2 separate regions of the Mus musculus genome follow, and region 2 is linked to region 1. Evidence: chromatin contacts called from public HiChIP or PLAC-seq data. All regions are on one chromosome and are shown on one strand. The core of a region is the stretch at or near the end of the contact, and the rest is flanking DNA. Distances in the headings are between cores, read along the strand shown.

The links. HiChIP or PLAC-seq counts read pairs in DNA pulled down with a chosen protein or histone mark.
Region 2: an H3K4me3 HiChIP or PLAC-seq map of neural progenitor cells shows a contact between it and region 1, with 46 read pairs. The contact joins the promoter of A830011K09Rik here to the enhancer-like site in region 1. A contact is called at or near these places in 5 of 39 promoter capture datasets (liver, neutrophils, pre-B cells and 1 more), 3 of 484 Hi-C or Micro-C datasets (Sertoli cells, neural progenitor cells and stem cell-derived neural progenitor cells), 3 of 115 datasets of contacts at active chromatin or transcription factors (embryonic stem cells, neural progenitor cells and stem cell-derived neural progenitor cells) and 4 of 9 other capture datasets (adipose tissue, embryonic stem cells, liver and 1 more).

What each region holds. Positions count from the first base shown.
Region 1 is chr6:138,324,315-138,328,772 of GRCm38.p6, reverse strand. No RefSeq gene overlaps it. Among named protein-coding and RNA genes, the nearest start is that of Lmo3, 96 kb to the left of the region's middle. Within about 2 kb of position 3,117, at least 11 of the 459 cell types and tissues checked have an H3K27ac peak or open chromatin away from gene starts, as enhancers often do. A contact at or near this core is called in Sertoli cells and neural progenitor cells, where this site is marked.
Region 2 is chr6:138,420,399-138,425,518 of GRCm38.p6, reverse strand. A830011K09Rik (RIKEN cDNA A830011K09 gene) reads right to left here and starts at 2,414. Exons shown (of 4, transcript NR_126073.1): 1 at 2,154-2,414. Lmo3 (LIM domain only 3) reads left to right here and starts at 2,489. Exons shown (of 4, transcript NM_001356306.1): 1 at 2,489-3,078.

The sequences.
Region 1 (4,458 bases), core at 1,868-4,367:
CATTACTGTAAGATTTAAGGAGTCAACTTCAAATGGATTATTAGCTCAAATAGTCTTCTCTAAATTATTAAAAAGCTGAATTGTGAAATGGCAAACCTTGTAGGTCTTTAAAATATATTCTTGTTCTGGTATGTTTTTGGAAAATCCTGTAGCTACAGAATGAATACAAAGAGACAAAATATAAGACAGTGTTAAGTATGATGCTATAGACTGGCTGATCCAAGCATCTCAGGATGAATACGGGAGACACTGTATTAATGGACCTAGATCTTAAAATGCCTCTGACCCTTCATTTAATGCTAGGAACTCTTCTGCTCTGGGTGGTGTGAACTCTATATTTAAGAGTTCCAACACTTGCAGATGATGGGAGATGTGGCAAAAATAGCTTGCCAGAGGTAGCTTTTGTGACCCCAAGTGTCTGTTCACATTAAAAGGATGAGGTTTTGGGATAATGGTAAAATGTGAGTTTAGGGTTTGGATAAATGGCTGAGCACCTGCTTTGGATGAAGACCTGAGTTCAGTTCCTAGAGCCATGTTGGTTGGCTCATAACTGAATGCTCCAACTCCAGGGGATCTGCAACCTCTCTCTCTGGCTTCCTTGAGAACCTGAACACAGGCATACATATATACGAATGGACATGTACACATACATATAAATAAAAATAAATTGTAAAATGTGAGTTGGATGCATCCACTGCCTGAACCTGATTCAGACTTGTAAATACAACCATCATGTCTCAGGTTTGCTATGTTCTGCAATTCACAACAGGGCTTGGTCCTTTCCTAGTCCCTTCTCATAGAACCTATAAAACCAGTTTCAGGACTTATCTCTTTTGGATTTATGTCATAAGACTTGTTTGTTATTATAACTACTTTAGCTAATTTATTGAGATAAAATGAATCCAAATTTAGGAGTACAAGCACTTAGTTTATGGCCAGGCCCCAATGGTGAGGCTAAATCATGTTTCTGTTTTTAAACACAACCATGCTTAGTATCAAAATCTTTAATTGTTTGTGCATTTGTGGCTTTCTTTGATTTTTTTTTCCAAAGGAAAAGTCCTTAATTTCCCCCTGTATGAAGTTCCTCATGCATGGTCTGATTTCTTCCAGCATCATGGTGAGATCATTTTGATGGAAAGTTAATGATATTTTCCAAGCAACTCACTCCCACTAGGGGACCAGATGGGAGAAAGCAAGGGGTATCCTAGACATTGGGCTAACTCTAAAACGAGTTTTGGTCAGGTAGCTTTGTGTAGCTTGCTTAGTTTCCTTGCAAATAAGACTTCCTGTTTAAGACAACTAAGTTCCCTACTCTATAGCATCATTGTTTTTATTTTAAAGTATATGAGTGCTTCTCTTACATGTATATCTGTGTAGTACATGGACACAACACCTTCAAGGCCAGAGGAAGTTATCCCATCCCTTGGAACTAAGAGTTCTAAGCAGATGTGGGTGCTGGTAACTGAACCTGGAGGGGTCCTTTGCATGAGCAGCCAGAGTTCTCAACCGCTGAGCCTGCCTCCCCAGCCCATTGTTTCGTAGTCTGTAACAGCTCTTCTTCAGAAATATCCTCATCTGTGATAGTCAGGTGACTGACGTTTACAATCAAGGTTGCAGCAGGTAATAAATGGGTTGCCAAAAGAGCATAGAGACTCAAGATTTCAGTGGTAATTCCTTTGTTATGCCCCTGAGTTATTTACTGTGAAGATATACAACCATGGTATAACTATACCATATAGCCATATTTACAATATCCAACATAAATATGCAAGCTATACTTGCAATATTTGGTTTCATAAACTGCTCCAAAATACAAAGGAGATGAGGACAAACTATTTTGATTTGAAAATATCTTAGCAGAGTTCAGGAAGGATTTGTAATCCCAGCATTTGAGAGGCAGAGACAGGAAGATCCTCCTGGCTTGTTAGCCTGCTTTCTAGCCAGAGCACCCAGTAGGGGACCCTGTCTCAGGAAACAAGGTAGAGAGCAGAGGGGTCCCACAGGATCCGCCCCTGCCATCCATGTGCATGCATCTTAGGAGGAAGCCTCAGGTGTAGGTAGCTCAGTGATAGGCTATGTGTTTGAAAAAAGTAAACTGTCTTAGAAGTTTGAGTTTGATTTTGGTGAAACTGACCAGCAGTAATTCATGAATATGTGAAATCACCCAAACAAGTTAAACAGAAATAGGCTCTCCATCCACCGGAACACCCTCCCCATTCTTTCTTTCTCTCTCTCTCTCTCTCTCTCTCTCTCTCTCTCTCTCTCTCTCTCTCTCTCTCTCTCTCTGTGTGTGTGTGTGTGTGTGTGTCTGTCTGTCTGTCTGTCTTGTTCTCTCTGTCTCCCTCCCTCTCTGTTTCTCTCTGTGTGTCTGTGTGTGCCTCTCTCTGTCTCTCTGTGTGTGTATATCTGTCTCTGTATGCCTTTGTATGTGTCTGTGTGTCTTTGTATGTGTTTGTGTATATCTGTCTATCTCTCTGTCTCCCTCTCTGTTTCTCTGTCTCTGTGTGTGTGTGTGTACGTGCATGTCTGTGTGCAGGCATGTGTATCTGTAGGTCTGTCTGCCTCTGTCTCTCTCCCACCCTCTCTTTTTCTCTGTCTCTCTCTGTGTGTATACATCTGTCTGTCTGTCTCTCTTTGCCTCTCTTTGCCTCTCTCTCTCTCCCTCTCTCTCTCTCTCTCTCTCTCTCTCTCTCTCTCTCTCTCTCTGTGTGTGTGTGTGTGTGTGTGTGTGTGTGTGTGTGTGTGTGTGTGTGTGTACTGATGTGATGATGTGATGATGTGATCCACTCTAAGGAGTTTCTTTTTAACCCTGGCATGAAGCCTGGAAGCACTTGGCCCTGATGTTGTCGGGCGACCAGAGCTTAATCTTGAGGGAAAACATACTTTTGGACAATAGAGCCCTTTATTCTAATTCTTCCTTTCACAGTTTTGGAAATTGACTTTTTCCTGCTGGTGAGTTAACCATTTCTCACCTGAAACAGTTCAATAGAGTCATAAGGCTATTCCAATGTAATGTTTATAGATGCACATGTTAATTTTCAAATTCTTAATGCATTCACAATTCATATACTCTCTCAAGGAGCAGAAAATTCCTGTCTACATTTTTCCACAGTAACTCATCTCCAACTGTAGTGCCAGCTGAAGAGCAGAGACACTTACACTAAGTCCTCATTCAACAGAAAGTCCAGAGGAGGAAAGAAAGCAAATGGTTACAAGGTAAGGATTCAAAGGTTTACTTTGTTGCCTGGAAAAAAAAGTTATCACTTCGTTGGACACAGTAAAAGGAGATAAAACTGGTTTAAAATTTAAAAAGAAACAACTAAACCATACTGTCTCTAAATAGAAATAAATAGAAATTCTTTTGCATATGCCAGCACTTACAGACTGTACTTCTCGCACAGGGCTCAGGACATCAGGCTGTGAGAGGCCCTCCCCCAGACATGTGAGGAACAGGAGCTAAGAAAGGAGTAGTGGCATGAATACTTATCTGAAAGCAGGTTTCAGTCTTGATCACCCGTCATGATTACAAAATGGCTATGAGGAAATGAGAGCAACTTCAAGGAAAAGATATGGGCCAGTTTCTAGAGATATATAAGCAATTTGCAAAATGGCATCAAAGGAGTGTTTCATAATACAGAGTTATAAGATTTTTTTAAAAAAATATATCAACAGCATAACCAAAATTAACACAAATGAGTGGTCATGACTATACAGTGATGGTACCACTGAGAGCAACAATGGACATCAAACCAATTCAGAGGAGGCAAAATGTAGGACAGAGAGAGAGAGAGAGAGAGAGAGAGAGAGAGAGAGAGAGAGAGAGAGAGAAATGGGCAGAGAGAGAGAAATGGGGGGAGAGAGAGAGAGAGAGAGAGAGAGAGAGAGAGAGAGAGAGAGAGAGAGAAATGGGCATCATTCCATACCAAAATGTCACCATTTCTGTATTGCATGCCTAAATATATCTTTTGAACTTTCTAATTTGACTAATGAGGAAGCTGATTTTCTTACGGAACCCAAGTAGTTAGCAAACCCATGCAGAATTTGAGAAACAGCTGTTCTCCTGATAGTACATAAGACATCTTACTGTTCAGGCAAGTCCATGAGAGGCTGGAGATATGGCATAAGATGGCTTTAATTAATTAATTAATTAAGACTGGAATGTGGCCTTATTGTTAAATTCAGATCCAGAGCTACATTTTATAAGCATATTTAATTTCATTTTTCAACTCTTTTAAAATATACCACACATCTTTCAAACATAAAAAGCACCCGATTTAGTATTTTATTAGCATGGTATAATTAAGATCTGGCCCAGAAAAATGGATAAGCTGAATAACATTTAACATCCTCTTGCTGCTGCGGAGAATGTTCAGCTGTATACATGTGGTGCTGTCGTGAGCCATAGTTTATATAGTTTGATCCTCTCTCTCTCTCTCTCTCTCTCTCTCTCTCTCTCTC
Region 2 (5,120 bases), core at 1,165-3,664, 97 kb before region 1:
AATTTAATTCATGACAAAACCTAATTACTGTCAGGTAATACCCTGTCAGCTTTAATGCATTTCATCAGTCATAATGAAAAGAAGAGCATTTTATGACCCATCTAATTATCATTACATTTTAGGGGAAAATGAATGGCATGGAGCTGAATGTTAACTATTCCATTTTATTCTTTTACACATGTGGTTTAGCATATTATTCACTAACTTCACCCCCCCCCTCTCCCTCTCCCTCTCTCTCTCTACAAGTATGGGGTATATGCTAACCCAGAGAGGAAAAGGAGGATGGGGGGAGAGGAAGGGGATGGGATACAATTAGAGCTCTGGATAGTTGCCCTTTTTTAAGGTATCAAAGTGGTTAATGCCTTTGCAGGTTGGTGTTGATATGGGGGATCTTACTGCCACAGTCCAAAAGAGTACTAATTACTGCGAATGATGTCACCGTAGGCAGAGGAATAATCCCATCATTTAATTAGTTGAATGATTTAAACAAAGATTTGCATAGATGCACTCATCAGTTGCCATGAATTACGGAGAAGCAGTTGCCAGCGAGGGGTAACAGATCATACAGTTGGAGGGAAAAAAAACCTCATCCTCCTTGAACATAATTAATTTAATTGTCCTCATTAGCTGTGCCATTTGTTTTGATTTTATTTCTCCCTTTCCCCACACATACTTCTCCCTCCCTCCCTCTTTTCTTCTCAGTACATTGGCTGCTAAAGATAACAGGCAACACACACACACACACACACACACACATACACACACACCAGAGTGTTTTCAGAGTAGATCTGGCTGGAGGGTGGGGTAGGACAAGCAGGGAGCTGTGTGGATGTGTGTGTGTGTGTGTGTGTGTGTGTGTGTGTGTGTGTGCGTGCGCGCACGCCTGAGTACTAGGGCCAGGAAAAGCCAAAACTTAAGAAGTCTGCTTATAGACTGAACAGCTGAAGGGGTTCTCAGTAATCTTCCTGTCTGTGAATTTCGGTATTTTTCAGGTTAGTTCTGAGTTTTGTTGTCTTTGAAAGGGAGAAGAAAGCAAGCCACCTACTATTTTCTTAGGAGCCTTCTGAAGGTTGGGATTAAAAAATAAATTAGACCGGCTATGCCAGGACTTTGGATATAGGGAAGCATAATTTAACATAAATATTCAAGGGGGACTGCTTTAGTGTGTGTGTGTGTGTGTGTGTGTGTGTATATATATATATGTATATATATATATATATATAATTTGATAGATCGGATAGATAGATAGATAGATAGATAGATAGATAGATAGATATTAAAATTGATGTTACAGAAGTAGCAAAGTTTTTCTGTATTGTTTGAAGGGTGTTTTGTGGGTAGTGTTTTTTTGGGGTGGGTGGGTAGTTCAACAATTGATCCTGTCTTGGCACTGAGAGCATCACATCCAGTGTCATTCAAACTGGCACTATTTTTAAGCTTAACCTTTTGACAAGGCTTTGTGAGAGATGCTGAGAGGACCTTGATAGAGACACCAAAGTGGGCGATAGCTGAAGTTTAAAAACTTAGAAAAAGGAGATGGTTTAAAGCTACCAGTGACCTATAGAGCATCGGAGTGCAGGGAAGAGGTTAAGAGTAATGGGAAAAATTTAGAGGCAAAAATAAAAGGATGTACCCAGGCCTTAAAATAAGTGTATGAAGGCAGGGTGTAGGTGGGCAAGTGGCCAGGGGACCGGCTTAGTCCTGGAAGTCTGGCTCAGCTTCCTGGGGACTAACACTGAAGCAGGTTTCAAAGTCAAGTATTCACCTATCTGTAGTAAGTGTGTTTCAGTGGCCACTTTGGGTTCAGCACCTGGTATGGGGTACAAGTTCACAGTCTGACTCCTGGGGCCATTCGAGAGAGAGGAAAGGGTGTGTGGCACTGCCTGGCCTGAGTTTACATGACAAGGCATTCTGCACAGGGACTTCAGAGAGTTTCTAAACAGAATTCATAGCCCTGGAAACTGCAGACACCCCCAGACATTTACTAAAAGGAGGGCTGTGCAGTTTTCCAGTGTTCCCTGGTAGCACTTTGATTCCTTGGCTTTTATTTTAACTTCCTCCACTGGCACTGTCAGTAACAGATTTAGAGGGCAATTTGCTTTCATAGTCCCCATCCTATTCCAAAATGCCCCCGTTATTTTAGGAAGCCCTACCCTTCTCCTTTGGAGCTCTTTTGCAGTTCTTCTTGTGGGCGAGTCCTGGAGGTAGGGTCCTTCCAGAGTCCAGTCCTGCAGAGGTCACATTCTCTGTGTGATAGGCATGGGTGGGAGGGGATGTCCCCAGCGTTTGTCAGTAGCATATGCAATGGGTTGTGCTGACTGCACTCCCAGGCTTGTCAATTTTCACCCTGGGAAATTAGCAACAAAGCCTGGATCTGTCTCGTGGCTGCTTTTGCACTTTCCGAGGGCGGCTGTACTTGACTGAGCTGCGGAACAGACAGCAGAGACACAGCGAGAGAGAGAGAGAGAGAGAGAGAGAGAGAGAGAGAGAGAGAGAGAGAGAGAGAGAGAGAGAGAGAGCTCAAGCAAGCTAGCGAGCAAGGGAGCCAGCTAGAGGGAGGGAGAGAAGGAAGAGAGAGAAGAGGGAGGGGTGGGGGCGAGAGGTAAATACTCTTAAATCGGAAGGGAGCTGCCTTCACTGTGGATCTGACAGGCGCTGCCTGGGCTCCGAGGCGCTGTAATAACTGGGTGACCTTTTCTTGGGCTGTATTATGTCTGGCTGGGAAGGGATTGCATTTTGCGGCTGAGAGCCAGGGCTTCCTTCAGCTCGGGCTCCTCGCACACTGCTGGGGTAAGTTGTCAGGAGCCAGGACCAAGAGAGACATCCCCCGGACTGCAGTTGCCTAAAAGAAGGACACCTGTGGCTCGCATGCGGTCCACACTGGTACTTGGCGGATCCTGGAGGACCTCATTATTTTAAACTTAAAAAAATATATAGAGAGAGATTCTACCCCCCGGTTTTTTTTTTTCCTTTTTTTTTTTCAAACAATGTTTCTTTTTGACCTTTCCCAAGGAGAAGCGCTACCAAGCAGCCGCTGGGCTCATTGAACACCCTCCCCTGTATCGCTTAATTGAGAAGGTAAGTCAGGGGTTGTGTACTCACGCGTCGGCTTATTTGTGCTGTGTATGTCTGCTGGTGCGCGCGTGCGTGTGCGGATGTTGGGTGGCTTTTTTTTCTTCTTCTTCCCCATCCTCTCCCAAGAAGGCATAAAGTAAAGCTGCACCCGAACCATCCCCACCACCACTGCAACTTTCACCGGGCTGCAGGTCTGCAGAGAGGGTTTTGTGTTTGTTTGGTTCTGTTTAAATCATGGGAGGCATCATTATTTTTGTGATGAGACATGAAATAGATGTGGGGCGGAAGACGTGGATGCCGGAGGAAGAGAGTGGAGCGCGCGGCTGCAGCGCGACGCAACATCTCAAGTAGGAGTCTAGTGCATAATAGACAAAGTTCATTGGGAGCTGCAACATTCGCACACCCTGACTCTGGAAGAGGGGTTGGGACAGTTTGCAAAGGTTGGGGGCGGGGTGTTGCTACCAGGCTAAGGGAAGTGATATCAGTCTTGGGTATTTTCCCAGACCTTTCTACACCTGCTTGATGAAATGTATGCCTGCCACCCCCAAGAAAGAGTTGAAATTACAACCTTGTTTTTGTCTACACCCCTGCTTCTCCCAATGCAACCTTAATATCAAAACACTGCTTCTGTGTGTTGCAAAAGTGACTGTGTCGTGTTCAGTGGACATAGGTTCCTTGTACCCAAGTGTCTGCATCTTAACAGGGAGAGAGAGAGAGAGAGAGAGAGAGAGAGAGAGAGAGAGAGAGAGAGAGAGAGAGAGAGAGATTCAGCACATTTTAACCGGGGCTACTCAGATTGCTGTTATGAAACACAAGTCAGATTTATGATCTTTTTCATACCGAACACGATATGCTATGCTAACACTGCGTGTGACGGTTTAATCAAATCCATTTGTTACTAGGAAGCTAAAAGGGGCCGCTGGGATTTTAGGATTACAGGCAGAGTGAGGGAAGCATGTGGCTTTGTCATTCGCCATCATTTTACACGCTCCCTCGTCCCTTCCCCCACTGCCTGCCTCCCTAGCCACTAGACCCCAGCTCCCAAAGTGGCTTCACAATAGTGGATCCTGGGCCCTGCATGCTGCTCACCAGATCCACGCTTGGGCCCCAGATCCGAGTGATTCCCTTTTCTACTCTCTGCCTCCGGGCTTGGTGCTCCATGCGAAGCTGCAGCGACTCAGGCACGCCTCAGTCAACTCATGCAGAAACAAGAGAAAAGTTTTGGTAAGGTTACCTTCTATCACAGAGGCACTTTCTCGGGCCGCTAGGCACTCGTGGCTAGCTCCACAGACTGCCCGTTCTTCTCCTGAGGAAGATATGAAATAATATTGTTGCTGCTGCTTTTAAAGACTGCTGCTTTCGACCAATTAATCTCGCTAGGTGCCAAAAATCCTGGTACATTCTTTGCAAAACCACCCCTGCGTGGCTGCAAAGACACAGCCACAAAAGGTTGGATCATAAACTCCGCAAGGAGATTCTTTGTTAGAGTGTATGTATGTTTCTTATTTTTTTTTTTTTATTTTGCATGTGAGCTGCATCAAAATTGAACCCAGTCTTGCAAATCTCTTGTTGGCCTTTGCCAAGCACTAGCACTTTGCTGCCATGGTAACTGTAATTAAACTGATAAGAGTGGGGAAATGTCAGTATCTCTGAGCCTTGCAGCTGCATTGGAGAAAAAGGGAATCAAATTGGTTTCCAGCTCCATTGCTCAAAAAGGGGAGGGTGGTGGAAGGACGCGGAGGGGGTTGGGAGTTGAAGGGGCAGAACAGAGTTAAGCAGCTCCGGTACCAGAGATTTGGGGACATATATTTACACTGTTTCCCCTTAGGGGGCTGCAGCCTGTAGGGGTGCTCTGGGCCAGTGAACAGAGAGAAACAAGCTTTTAGGCCCAATCCAGTTTTGCAATCTGGGTTGGGGGAGCACAGGGGGTTGGGGGGAGGTGCGTGAGTGGGAGGAAGATGGGCAGGAGGAGAGACAATCTTTTGTTTGGTACTCTTGGCAGTGGGAAGGCTGTGTTGGCCAAATTCTTTTAATCTATGTCATTG